Regions from separate parts of the Zea mays genome. Here region 2 is linked to region 1. Evidence: chromatin contacts called from public Hi-C data. All regions are on one chromosome and are shown on one strand. Each heading gives the region's core, a stretch centred on a gene start, on an enhancer-like site or on the middle of the called end of the contact. The rest is flanking DNA. Distances are from core to core; before and after follow the strand shown. Region 1 holds the start of LOC100274557. Region 2 holds the start of LOC100272702 (Pentatricopeptide repeat-containing protein).

The links. Hi-C and Micro-C count contacts between places; a contact is called where the count stands out from the background.
Region 2: a Hi-C map of leaf shows a contact between it and region 1, with 5 times the contacts expected there. The contact joins the promoter of LOC100272702 here to the promoter of LOC100274557 in region 1. A contact is called at or near these places in 7 of 25 Hi-C or Micro-C datasets (bundle sheath, ear, endosperm and 2 more).

The regions. Positions count from the first base shown.
Region 1 is chr5:57,899,658-57,903,941 of Zm-B73-REFERENCE-NAM-5.0, forward strand. It overlaps LOC100274557, which reads left to right and starts at 2,077. Exons shown (of 2, transcript NM_001148912.1): 1 at 2,077-2,887; 2 at 2,965-3,774. The coding sequence starts at 2,697. The coding sequence ends at 3,685.
Region 2 is chr5:58,207,461-58,211,744 of Zm-B73-REFERENCE-NAM-5.0, forward strand. LOC100272702 (Pentatricopeptide repeat-containing protein) reads left to right here and starts at 2,471. Exons shown (of 1, transcript NM_001147155.1): 1 at 2,471-4,284. The coding sequence starts at 2,525. The coding sequence ends at 3,958. LOC100274487 reads left to right here. Exons shown (of 11, transcript NM_001353544.1): 8 at 1-124; 9 at 677-944; 10 at 1,118-1,399; 11 at 1,526-2,216. The coding sequence ends at 1,938.

The DNA of each region.
Region 1 (4,284 bases), core at 827-3,326:
ACTTAAACCTGAAATGGTAGAAGCTTTAATATGCACCAAGGATTGGATATTAGCAGAGAGAAAAGGTAACATATGCATGCTATGTTGATGTCTTTAGTTTAATAATGCTCATGTCTTTAATTTAATCATGCTCATGGCTTTCTATGTAATTGTTTTTCAAGATTCCAAGAAACTGCCATCCTTGATGTATGATTTTGAAGATGTTATGAATGCACTAGATGTTGCAATGAAGCATGATGTTCAGAATGCAACATATAGCAGCGAAGAAAATGGCCCAGATGCTATGGATGATTATGGGAAGCTGTAACTGTTTGTGTCAGTTCACAGGTAATAGTTTGTTGCATATAGCAGTGAAGAAAGTATCATGTACAACTATCTGTTCCTGACCATATGAATAAAATTGTAACTTGTTCATTTCATTCATTTGATCCAGGAGATAAAAGAAGCTACAGATAAGGGGGAAATTGTGTCTTCTGTGAACAAGATGATTATGAGTAGCTGTAGAATGGCACCTGGCAAACTGAGACAAAAATAAGAAAGTTTAAATAAGTTATTATGTTTTGTGAACTTAGCCTAGTTGTAGGTTGTTATGCTGTTGTTGATTTGGATGGTGTGCTGGAAATTTGATGTTATGTGAACTTAAACTATTTGTGGGCTGCTATGCTATTGATGATTTAGATTGTTTGTTGTTATGGTATGCTATTGATGATTTAGGCGAAGGTCCCAACTTGATTAACCGTTTATCGATCGGTACCACTATAATTCTATTCGTATTAATATCGTTTTCAGATTTTCGGATTTTTTTCGATCGTTTTTGTTACCGGCTATCCCGTTTCGGTCCGTTGTTAAAAAACCAGTAACAGTAACCGTCCGTCCGTTTTCAGGCCTAATCTAATCGGAATGGCAAAGTAGCGACCCCAGTCGCTAGGGGAAAAATGAGAAAATTGGATTTCTGCCATTATGAAACTTCGGATTCGTTCAAATGCCATTATGTAAACACATTTCGTTAATTCGCCATTTTCAAACGCAGACTTACAGACAAAATGCCATCTAGGGGGTTATTTGAAAAATAAACATCTTTTACTATGCTGTCATCAGTTGATCGGACGCTTTTGCCCCTAGAACAAAAACGCCGTTCTCTTTTCTCTTACCCGGGTCATCTCTCTTTTCTTATCCTCTCTCTCCCCTCGGCCAAAATCGACGGCGCCCCACCCACGTCCTCCATGGCGGCGGCGATGGCGGCGGCGATGGCGGCGGTCGCGGCTGCCACGACGGCGGAGGACGAGGCGCGCCTGCTGTGTCTGGAGGAGCACGACGGCGACGGCGCCTCGGACTACCTCTGCCTCGCCCGCCGGCTCCGCACCCGCCGCCCCGCCCACGTGCACCGCGTCGGCCTCACTCTCCTCAACAACGTGGTTATTAGAAGTAGGGGTGACAGTGGGAGTAGTGTGCTGTCAGATGAACTACTACTTTAATGGAGATCGTGGTTATTTTGATGGAGATCGTAGTGTGCTATCAAATGTACTGTTACCTGAAACAGATGTTTAGAAGCTGAAAATGTTGAATCTGTTAGTGTGCACAGGTTACCAGTTTTTTTTATTTGCACAGGTTACCAATGATTTGGAGGGTAAAAACTGAAGTTCCTTGTTTGAAAATGTTTGTCATGTATGCTTTGTAGACTGATGGTGTGGTTGCTATTTGGCAAAATATAACGCATTTGCAGTGAAAGGCTGAGCGGCCGGTGAAAGGCTGGGATGTGGAGTTGAGCGGCGGTGCTTTTGTCCAGGGGCAAAGGCGTCCCATCAAAGTTTTACAGGACACGAAAACAAGGTGAAGTTGCTAATAACCCCCTAAATGGCATTTTGTCTGTTAGTGTTTGAGAATGGCGTATTAACGAAACGCGTTTACATAATGGCATTTGGGCGAATTCTAAGTTTCGTAATGGCAAAAATCCAATTTTCTCGGGGAAAAATATGCAATTTTCTCGCCGGAGGTTGGGAACATCGGCACTTCCGGTGGCGACGTCACCTGAAGACACACACTGCATCCGTTCCACTGGAAGGCAATGAGTGCAATGGTTGAGACGCATCCTCCAACTCCAACCGCCGCTGCCGACGTGGTCTCCATCCTCCGCGGAGCTGACCCCGCCCGCCTCCTCGCCACTTCCGGCATCGCCCCGACGCCCGAGCTGCTCCAGCACCTCCGCCCCGCGCTCCCGACCCTCCCGGACTCCGCGATTCCGGCCCTCGCCCGCTGGGCCGGCGCCGCCACCGCCGTCTCCCTCCTCGCCTCCCGCCGCCTCTTCGCCGCCGCCTGGCGCTTCCTCCTGTTCCAGCCCGCCGCCGCCTCCCCGCCGCCCCCGCTCGCCGCGTTCGCACCGCTCCTTCGCCGCTACGCTCGCATCGGCCGCACCGACTCCGCGGTCCGCACGTTCCGGTTTCTCCAACGCCACCCGGGCCGCTACGCCGTCGAAAGCGATGTCACGCCGTCTGCCGAGGCGCTCTCCCCGTTGATCCTGACCATCGACGCGCTTTGCAAGGAGGGCCACCCTCGCGCCGCCGCGCTGCTCGTCGCGCAGATCCGGCGCGAGGACGACGGGTGGGCGCCCGACGTGCGGATCTACAACATCCTGCTCAACGGGTGGTCCCGCGCGCGCCGACTCGACAAGGCGGAGAAGCTCTGGGCGGCGATGCGCGATGAAGGCGTGCGGCCGACGGTGGTCACCTACGGGACCTTCATCGACGCGCACTGCGTCATGCGCAGGCCTGACCACGCGATGGCGCTCCTTGACCAGATGCGGGAGGAGGGTATCGAGGCCAATCTGCTCACCTGCAACCCCATCGTTTATGCGCTTGCACATGCAGGCCGTTTCGGGGACGCACACAAGGTGCTCGAAAAATTTCCCCTCTATGGCGTGGCTCCGAATATCTCGACATTCAACTCCCTCGTCTTCGGATACTGCAGGCACGGAGACCTTGCTGGGGCTAGTCGAGTGCTCAAGGCCATGCTGGGGCGGGGCATTTCACCAACTGCAAGGACATACAACTATTTTTTCACGGTCTTTGCCAGGAATCTTAGCATCGATCTGGGAATGAACCTCTACGTGAAGATGGTCAGCAATGGCTACGCGCCAGACCGGCTCACTTACCACCTTCTGATCAAGATGTTGTGTGAGGCGAACCGGCTTGAATTAACGCTGCAGATGCTTCAGGAGATGAGAAACAGTGGTTTTGAGCCAGATCTTGCAACCAGCACCATGCTGATACATTTGCTTTGCCGACGCCATCAGTTTGAGGAGGCTTTTGCGGAGTTCGAGCAGATGTTTGAGAGAGGGATGGTGCCCCAGTATATCACGTACCGGATGCTTATGAGAGAGCTAAAGCGGCTTGGTCTAGTCAAACTGGTACAGAAGTTGGCAGATCTAATGCGCTCAGTTCCACATTCCACAAAGTTACCTGGCGGTTACAGGGATAAGGAAGGAGATGATGCTATAGAGAAGAAGAAATCAATATTACTGAAAGCCCAGGCCGTTTCAGACGTTCTGAAGGATTGCAAGGATCCCAAGAAACTGCGCGAGCTCAGAGATCCTGAAGAAACTGACGTCCAAATTGCAGACAGGATTGTAGCCAACATTAGGAGAAGAGTATACGGAGACATCTCAAGGATAGTGCCATCTGTTTCTTGAAACATTGATTTGCATTGTGTAGATGTATCGATATTAATTGCGTGACTATGGTTTATCAGCCAGTTGAATTATTCATAGTGAGTTTTCAGATGTTCTGCTCTGCTTTCTCTGACACTCAAATCATCAAATGATTCAACGTCGCCCTCCCTTTCCTCACCCTGGCGCAGTTGGCAGTTACCATGGTGTGTTCCTAAGTTAGCTGATGTCTCTCCAGTTGCACAGGAGAAGGGGCTGGATCGACGAAAATTTGTAAGCTTTGCAAGAACTCATGCGTCATTGCAACACATAGTGGAAACAATCTCTAGGACACTAATAATGCATGCTTATGGACGAACCCGGAGAGGCAGTTTACGCTTCTGTCCAATTTGATCGTATTGTAACAGTACTACAGTAGTGTTGATTCAGATGATTGTTCAGACCGACAGAGCATCGACACTAGATGAGGCAGTTGAGTACTCGAAGCCCCTCCAAATGCAAGACCATGTCTGAAATTGCACTTCCCTGCATACCTGCAACATCGACACTAGACGGTCCGCGAGAACGCTAAAAATGCATTTTACCAAACCCGTCAGTGTTAACATATGTTTTTTAGTGTTCCT
Region 2 (4,284 bases), core at 1,221-3,720, 310 kb after region 1:
GGCCAGGAGTCTCGGCGCAGCTGGCTTTGTTGTTGCTGTGGAGAATAGTTACCCAGGAACAAAATTTGACCCTGTACCAGTCAGCATCCCTGGAATTCTCATCACAGATGTCAGCAAAACCGAGGTATTATACGTCTAGCAGAACCTTATTGCATATTTGCTTATGATTGCCATGCGTAGGCAACATCATACATAGAAGTATGAAAAAATGAGACTGTATATTCATTAATAGGTCAATAAATATGCAATTTAGTTCTCGAAATGGCATGAATTGGGCAGTGAAAACAATATGGAAAGAGGTGCAACTACTAGAATAGTGGCATGAATTCTATATGGCTGCTGCTTACTGCGCTACTGTAGGATGACAGGGCAGAAAGGTAAAGTACTTATGCATGTTTGGTCCTTGGTATTATTTTCTATTATAATTAGACGCAGTCCTCATGTCGAAAGTTGAAACCATATAGTAGTCTATCAATCTCATTTTGTCTCCAGGACACCAAGAAAGCTTGGTTTTGTGGGCAAACACACCACAAAATTCGTTTTAGCTTAGAGACAATTTTCTCCTCATATATTGTTACTATTACTAATACCTCTCACCTTTCATATCTTCTTTGTTGGTGGCTCATGTGGCTTTGCTGATGTTTTACTGAGATGACATTAAGTTTGGTTCTTGTAGGATCTTATAGACTACTACAATTCTTCCACCGTAAGAGATTGGGCTGGAAGGGCTACAGCCTTTAAAGCAACAGCCGGTATTGCAGATGGTTTGGCACCAACACTATACAATTCAGCTCCCCAGGTTGCGCTGTTCTCTTCTCGAGGACCTGATGTGAAAGATTTTAGCTTTCAAGATGCTGATGTCCTTAAACCAGACATACTTGCTCCTGGCAATCTCATATGGGCTGCATGGGCGCCTAATGGAACAGATGAATCAAATTATGCTGGTAAGCTTTGTATGTAGATCTCTTTTTCCTCAAGGAAGCACCCATGTGATTATCGCCAGCATTTTAGTTCTGCGCTTTTGCCGTCCTTTTGCATATTTTGTGGACTAGTGATTCTTGAGGATATCTTTCTGTGCTTGAACCAATTCAAAATTGTTGTGGTAATATTTTCGCAGGTGAAGGATTTGCAATGGTTTCTGGAACTAGCATGGCTGCGCCGCATATTGCTGGCATTGCAGCACTGATAAAGCAGAAGAACCCAAAGTGGAGCCCCTCAGCAATAAAATCTGCCCTGATGACAACGGCCAATACACTGGACAAAGGGAGCCATCCTCTTAGAGCGCAGCAGTACACCGCATCAGAAATGATGACACTTTCACGGGCCACACCGTTCGATTGTGGCAGTGGCGCTGTTAACCCAAAAGGCGCCCTCGATCCTGGCCTTGTTCTAGACGCAAGTAAGCCAATTACTTTTTCATCGAAATAAGCCGGTCGAAGTTATCGAAATGGCGGTGTCTTGTTGAAGTTATTCAGATGGCAATGTAACATCCCTCATCTAGTTTTGCTTTATCCATGCTTGGCAGGCCATGAAGACTACATCACGTTTCTGTGCTCGATCCCCGACGTCAACCAGAGCGAAGTATCAAACATAGCCGGCTCGGCTTGCAACTCCAACTCCAAGGGACAACGCCCCTTCGACCTCAACATCCCCTCGATCGCCGTCTCTCAGCTTCGAGGCACGGTGGTAGTGAAGCGGACCGTCACGAGCGTGTCCGACGAAACCGAGACCTACACCATCATGACAAGGATGCCGCCAGAGGTCGCCCTGGAGGTGACGCCTCCGGCGGTGACCGTGGTCCCCGGAGCATCACGAGAGATAACTGTGACCCTGACGGCGAGGTCCGTGACCGGCACCTACAGTTTCGGTGAGATTGCCATGAAAGGTGACCGCGGTCACCTCGTCAGAATCCCAGTCGTAGCTATGGGATTCAAGTAGGTAGAAGACGACTGTGACATCTCCTAGGGAGTAGAGGATAGGAAGAGCGAGTTGTGCCTCTGTAATCTGAGGTCTTGAGCTGCAGAGGAACGTTGTATAATTTTTTCATAGGTTGTAGAGAATAAGAGTTGGCACAATGCTGTAAGTGTTATGCATGCCCCCTCCAGGTTGTAAAATATATTTGGGTGCCCTAAATCCTCTGACATGGTGACTAGAGGACCTCTTGTATTGTAGTCCAGCCTTGTTCTGATTCTCTAATGCATGAAGGTTTGAATCTCATCTGGTTTTCTTCTATGTCGTTTCATCCAGAATTTTAATTCGTATTGTGGGCTTAATATTAAAATTCCCCAAATATGGGAGATGTGAAATTTCTTGTCAGGATGGCACAATTTTTGGGACTTTGGGAGGATGCAATGCAAATGGTCTATCAGGGTCCGTTAAACGACCGTGGCCAGCTAACTAGCGATCGAGGCTTCTCGTTCTGGGCGCGATTTTTGATCCCATCGCGAGGCGAACTCCTTGGGCCTCCCCATTCCCAGAAAAAAAAAATGATGGTGACCCGTTCGCGTCGGCTCGCCCCGCCACCATGACCCATAAGCGCCACGCCGCCACCGGCTTGCGCACGGGCGGCACCATACTGCACGCGCTCTCCGCCGCCTCGGCCGCCCACCTGCACGCGCACGCCCTGAAGGTCGGCGTCCTCTTCACCTGCCTCCACCTCTGCTCGGGCTTGCTCAAAACCTACGCGTCCTCCGGCCGCATCGCCGCCGCGCGGCAGCTGTTCGACGAAGCGCCTCGCCGGAACGTCCCGCTATGGAACACGCTGGTGTCCGCCTACGCGCGCTGCGGCCACCCGCGCAGCGCGCTGGCCGCCGCGTCCGCCATGGCGCGCGGCGGCGGCGGCGGCGCGGGGGCCCGGCCGAACGTCGTCACGGTGGCGATCCTGATGTCGGCGTGCGCGAAGCTGAGGAGGCCGGCGCCCGGGCGGGAGGTCCACGGGTACGCGGCCCGGAACGTGGCCGCGCTCGACCTCCACGCGCTCAACGCGCTGGTGCACATGTACGGCAGGTGCGGGCGGCTCAGGGACGCGAGGACGGCGTTCGCCGGCATCGGGGCCGGCGCGAGGAACGCCGTGTCGTGGACGGCCATGATCGACGCGTGCCGCGAGAACGGGCGCCCCGCGGAGGCGCTGGGGGTGTTCGAGGAGATGCGTCGGCTCGCTGGCGCCGAGGTCGACGAGGCCGCCCTGCTCGCCGCCGTGTCGGCGTGCGCGAGCCTGGACTGCGCGGCGGGGCTAGGGGACTGGGTGGAGGCGTGCGCGGCGGAGAGCGGGTTCCTGCGGCGGGGGACGACGAGCGCCCGCGTCGCCAACGCGCTCATACACATGCACGGCAAGGCGGGGCAGGTGGAGAGGTCGTGCGCGATATTCGACTCGATGGGCGCCGCGAGGAGGACGGTGGTCTCGTGGACGGCCATGGTCCAGGCCCTGGCCACGAACGGGCACGCGGTGGCCGCGCTCGTCCGGTTCGCGCAGATGCTCAGGGAAGGGTTCGTGCCCGACGAGGTGGCCTTCCTGAGCGCGATCGGCGCCTGCGCCTGCGCGGGGCTGGTGAGCGAGGGGCGCCGGCTGTTCGAGTCCATGGTGGAGGAGCACCGCATCGCGCCGCAGATGGAGCACTACGGCAGCATGGTGGAGCTGCTGTGCAGGGCCGGGTCGTTGGCCGACGCGTTCGAGTTCGTCCTGGCCATGCCCGTCGCGCCCGACCCTGTGATCTGGCGTGCCCTGGCCGGCGCCTGCCGGGACCATGGGGACGCCGGCTTGGCCAGGAGGGTGATGGATCATGTGATCGCGATGGAGCCCCACCATGCAGGGAACTACCTGCTGGCGTCCAACTTGTGCGCGGCGGATGAGGACTGGGGACGTGTCGTGGATGTTAGGCTGGAGATGGGAGCCAGGAAAGCGACGATCTCGAGGACTGCTAGTGGTGCCGTGTCTTCAGTTCAAGTCAACGGTGAGTGATGACAGAGCTTGGCTTTTACGCATCACCCGGTAGCTTTTCCAACCACGCTACTTCAAGTTCAAGATGCCACTGCCACGTTGTTAATGAATTTTCTCACCTTGTCACCACGTCATTCGCGTGCATTTACAAGTGTTTATATTCTGTACTACTTGTCTAGGCCAGAAGAACCTGGCGAGAGAACTGAGTTTACTTGTCTAGTGCTGCCTAAGATTCGTTTTTTTTTGGGTTTAATCTCTTTTCCTAAACTGTTGACTGAGACGTTAAACCAGATGTGGTAGGAAACCCCCAAAGTCAAAAGATCTGGCGTCCAAAGCCGAGAATGTTT